2 separate regions of the Gossypium hirsutum genome follow, and region 1 is linked to region 2. The links are chromatin contacts, called in public Hi-C maps. All regions are on one chromosome and are shown on one strand. The core of a region is the stretch at or near the end of the contact, and the rest is flanking DNA. Distances in the headings are between cores, read along the strand shown.

Evidence for each region. A called contact is a pair of places that touch in the nucleus more often than the background predicts.
Region 1: a contact with region 2 is called in a Hi-C map of leaf, with 2.5 times the contacts expected there. The contact joins the promoter of LOC107893790 here to the promoter of LOC107903712 in region 2. A contact is called at or near these places in 7 of 34 Hi-C or Micro-C datasets (callus and leaf).

What each region holds. Positions count from the first base shown.
Region 1 is chrA13:43,931,858-43,934,665 of Gossypium_hirsutum_v2.1, forward strand. LOC107893790 (30S ribosomal protein S31, mitochondrial) reads left to right here and starts at 1,254. Exons shown (of 1, transcript XM_016818885.2): 1 at 1,254-1,711. The coding sequence starts at 1,366. The coding sequence ends at 1,638.
Region 2 is chrA13:43,461,957-43,464,656 of Gossypium_hirsutum_v2.1, forward strand. LOC107903712 (auxin-induced protein 6B) reads right to left here and starts at 1,312. Exons shown (of 1, transcript XM_016829857.2): 1 at 368-1,312. The coding sequence starts at 1,129. The coding sequence ends at 671.

The DNA of each region.
Region 1 (2,808 bases), core at 4-2,503, 470 kb after region 2:
TTCGGGCCAGGCTGGGCCGAGGCAAAAAATACCTTACCCGAGTCTCGGTCGTTTTTTAAACGGGCCTTATTTTTTATCCAAGCCCATTTTTTGGGCCTATATTTTTGCTCAAACCCTCCCACATTTTGGGTGGGCCTTCAGGCCTCGAGTGGCCCGACCCATAATTAGGTCTAATCTAATGAGATTATGTTATGATTTTTATTAATTCATATTTTAATAATAATTATATTAAAATATGATTAAAATTATTATTATTTTTATTAAATTATATTTAATAATAATCCTGTTAAAATTTAATAACAATAACAATAATTATCTACCTAAAAAAAATTCTGCTAATAGTACTTTGGTCATTTAAGCCTTTTTCCCTATGCTATTACAACATTTATTCCATTCAACCAAACACAAGAATACTATTACAACTCAATTCCATTCCATTCAATGAAACGATTGAATTACTGATTACAATTCTATTCTAGTGATCAATCGAGCTAACAATTATAATTCATAATTACTTTTAATTTTTTTTAAACAATCTCGTTATAAGTTTTGATCATATTTGTTCTTTTTTACACAATACCTAGAACTACCCATGCCCCTCTACGACCCATAAATAGGAAAATAATGCGCTTTATCACACTCGAACCCATATTCTATTGCATTAGCAACAATGCTCATACTAATTAAACTAAGACTCAATTAACTAATTATCTTTAAATTTTAATTACCTAAAAATAACTCTATAAATAGCGCCTTATCAACTTTCTAAATGAAAGTTAAACTTTTTTTTCTTATAGCTTTCATTAAGAAAAAAAGAAAAATTAATATTTTTGTTTTAAAAATGGGAACTTTACTTTCTTAGATTAATTTTAATTTTTAAATTAAAGATATTTCATTTATCAAATATTATTATTTTTAATTGATTCTAATATCAGTTATAATATTTTTAAATGTGATACTAATATTTTTATTTTTAAAATATTAAAAATATTAAAAACTTAAATGAACTAATTTAATAAATTTTAATTATTAAATACAAAAATTTCGTGCTTTACATAGATAAAAAAATAGTATATATATAAGTACTTGAATATCAAATTTTACTTAAAAGACATTATTCTTTTTTAAAAATATTTATGAAAAGGACTTAGTTAAAACAAAGTTTTTTATTTTATTTTATTTTTGAAAATTAAAAAAAAGTAAAATAGAGGTTACAAAAAAGTGGATTAAATGAAAGCAATGTAAAATGGGTCCAAATAGAAAAGAGGGTTGGTTAATAAGTAGCCCAAAATAAAATATAAAGCCTAATGATTCTATTTCTAGGCTTCTATTGTCTGCCTCCGTTACTGATAGATAGCCGTGGAAATGGCGATAATTCAGTGGTGCGGCACCGTAGCAACGAGAGTGGTGATGAAGCAGTGGCCTGCTCTATCATGGGCTTCGCCGATTGGAGTAATGGCGTCGCCGCCGGCACCGACCCTTTGCGGCAGAGGTGACAAGAAGACGAAGAAAGGGAAGAGATTCAAAGGATCGTACGGGAACGCCAGACCCAAGAAAGAGAAGAAGATAGAACGTATCAAAGACAAGGTCGAAGTTCCCAGGTCTACCCCTTGGCCTCTCCCCTTCAAGCTCATCTGATTATTTTTCAAAAACTATGCTTTTTTTTCTCTTTTGTAATAGCTGTAATAATAAAGCAAAAACTTTTGTACAATTTTCAGGGTTTTTGTTATTAGTAGCTTTGCTTTTATATTTGTTGGTTTAAGTTCTAGAAACAATTTTAAGTGTTTTGAATGGTTGTTGCATAAGAGCCAGAGAAAACCCTAATTATTATATGCAGCAATTATTAATAGTTGAGGAAGCAGAGCCCCTAGGAAACTGTGAGTCTTTTTCAGATAAGCTGAATTAGGAGTTAGAGTGGTCTTGAGTAAGATACCATTCATGAGTTGAAAATTGGGAATTTAGGAGTGAGATGATGGTTCTTCATGGTAAATGATTTATGGTTTTAGGAAGAACCAGTTTTACGGATGTTTACTTGAATGCATGTCCCTGGTTTAATTCAAGGGCTTGGTTTTCATCTGCTGCAACATAAAGCATGGCCTCAGAAAACGTTTAGGTTAGGAGAGGCAATTCCGGTTTCCATAGGCCTCATAGATAGATCACCCATCAAATGAGGTTGCTGCCCAGAGTACTGAAATTCTAGTGCAGACCCTAAACAGTCAAATAATGAACCTTTGAAGATATATCTCGGATCCAAATTTTTGGAAGGTATGTCATATTTCATAATAGCTATACTGGATATAGGTTTTTTTTAAAAAAAAAAATTGTTTCATAGTTAATCTGATTTAGAATAAGAGAGGAGAGATCATTTACCTTTTGCTAAAAATCAACATTTGCAAACCCCTGCATTACTTTGTTGCCTGTGTTTCCCAAAGTTACATGTGAGCTAAGGAACAAAGCATCTGCCTCAGAGCTCAAGGTTCAAGTGACTCAATTCTCCTTTAATCTCTGTAGAATGTCAAGTAAAAAACACTTCAAAACCTGCATTAGCGCATGATGAAACCCAGTTTCATGTCTTCAATCTTTTCTATGGTGAAGGGTTCCAAGATTCGAAATACAAATAAATTGGTGGTGACCCTATTTGAAGTCATTAAGATTATAGTGCCTGCTCTCCCCTGACCATTGTCAACCAGATCACTGACATTGTGATAACAGTTAATGAGTCCCGACTTGAGAGAGCTTAACCCCAAAATGTTCTTACCTAAAACAGATTACAATGCATCTTCTTCATTCTCGTCCAGCATCACTCTC
Region 2 (2,700 bases), core at 62-2,561:
AAACACCAAGGATCTTAACCATTTAATTTTGAAATTTTCACCAGGCAAGTTTGATAAATTTTGTATATTCTTACTAATTATAAATTTATTTTAATTGAATCAAAAATTATTTATTCTTAAGCATTGTGGTTCCATTTTAAAGTATTATTCTCTTAACCTCTTTTAATGATAATTGCATTGTGGGTATCTAAAATTGCAATGCTAAAAGGTTCAACCCATCATTTGCAATTATAATGTATACCTTGTAGCTTTATATAAGTGAAACTATAAAAAAAATTTTAAAAAAAATTGCAATGCTCATATAAATTACAATTTATATTATATTCTCTCACAAAAAAATAAAAATTAAAAAAAAACAAATTATATATAATATCTCTAAAATTTCAAAAAATAATAACTCAAAGTCATTGGATTTACAATATGGAAATAATAAATAAATTATGCTTAAGCTTCGTCACTCTTTTCCACTCGGGATGACTCGGTAAAAACAATCCCTCTTTGCCATCTCCTTCATAATCATTGTAAGGAAAAGAACTTCAAAATTACCCACTAATCACTCTAATAAATCATAATGAAACCTAATCAACTCAGTAAAACTGTTAGCGCTTCCAACTCTGGTTGAGTCAACCAAGGAGGATCTGTCGTTTTTATTATATGCTTGCATTAGCTTTTAGTACACTGATTTATCGGCGACCCCATGAAGCAACGGTCGAGATTCGCCTAAACCCCCGAGTTTATTCTTCATGCCGACTTGGCAGCATCTCTGAAGAACCTCGAATGTGGAGAACCGGCCCGAGTCGGATCGGGATACGGCTCGGAGAATCTCCTCGAACAACGACTCGTCGCATGGGATGGTTAACGGTCCAACGTTGTTGAAACCGTACTCCTCTTCAGTTTGTACCAGGAGTTTTCTGAACATGGGGTGGTTAAGGTACGTCGCGCGTACGATAAATCTCCTGAGACTGGTGCCCACGCAGACCGCCACGTGTCCAGCAGGAACATCTGACGGCGCGTGTCCGTTATTGTTGTTGTTGGCCGTTATCCGGGCATTCCTTCGCCACTGCTTCAGCATTTGTCGGATCCGAACTATCTGACGAATTTTCTGGCATTTTCCCATTCCGTGATACATTCTTTTCCCAAGGAAGTGACAGAAAATGAGCAAGGAACGTTAAAAGGAAAAGAGAATACTTTCCGAGAAAGTGAGAGAAAGAAAAAAAGTGCAGTAGAAGAAGGAAGTCTTCGGTGGCGTGAGAAAAAATAAAATTTACTTGTGAGTTAAAAGTTTAGGGCGGAGGGAGGTATTATAAGGTCAAGGATAAGAGATATTGCCCTTGGACTTTGAGATAATTACGAGATTGTGTCTGCTGTTTCCATGGGTATCATGGCCATGTGATCCACAGTAAGGTAATGGGACTTTAGCTAGCTTTAATCCATTTTTTAATTCATTAAAGCATAATTTCTTTAGTGTTTAGTTAGTTTCTTGATAGTGGTGCATTATCTATTTATATTATTATTTAAATTTCTGATTTAAAATTTAATTGAGAAATAATTATTAATCTTCATAGCGTTTGTGTGGACTTCAATTGAATTGAAAAGAAATTGATAAATTAAATTTAAGGTAAATTTATATTTTGATCATTTAAGTTGTTAGGCTATTAAAATTGTTGTTATATGACTTTTTTTTTATCACATTGTCTACACCAATCGAAACATCTCATTCCCTTTCTCTTTTATAGTTTAATTTTTTTTCATGAAACAATTTTTAATGTTGCTAATTTGTGAAGCAAAATTCAAACAGTTTTCTTCTCTAATTTTCAACATTGACTGTCAAATTAACTTAGAGTTAATGTATGTTATTATACTTGTCGAGCGTATTGATCCACCGTATCGATTGTGGAACTATCGCTTGAAACTTACTAGTTAGACTTTTAAAAAGAAAAATACTTAATAATCCGGTGACTTGAATAAAATCTTCCAAATAATTTAATGACTTAAACCAAAACTTTTGAAAATTTCAGTAATCAATTTTAGCTTTTTGAAGTTAAGTGACCAAAATATAAACTCATTAATAATTTAATAAACTTGGTAGTTTATAAAAAAAATATGAGCTAAATTAATAAAAGAAAGAAAAATATATTAGTAGGAGTATATAATTAAAAATGTAAAAAGAGACTTTCCTAATTTTGCTCATGATCCCGAGTTTTTTATTGTACATATTTTTTTATATTAATTTTAATAAAAATTGCATGAGAAGTAGAGAAAAATATACAAGGAATAAATAAAGTGAAAAAAAATATTCTAATTACTTTTATATAAATAAAACAAACTTTTAATTTTTAACTTAGCCTTAAATAAGTTATTAATATAAAAAAAACAAGTTTAAAGGGAAGATGAAACAAAATAAATAAATACTTGATATTTAATAAAAAAAAAGCAGAGAACTTTTTAAAAAGTGAACTAATATGAGATTTTTTTATTTTTTATTTTAAGTATTGTAACCCTTTTTGACATTTGGTTGATAGTTATAATGATATGATTGGATTAGATTCTGTGTGTCTTTAAAATACAAAAACCTTGTATCATGTCAAAATCCTACTACTAACCTCCTCCATGCAACTACATTATTTTCCACTAACAATATATATAGAGTTAATTAATTAAATCATAACTGGTTGCCTGTGCTAGCTACAAGATGATATT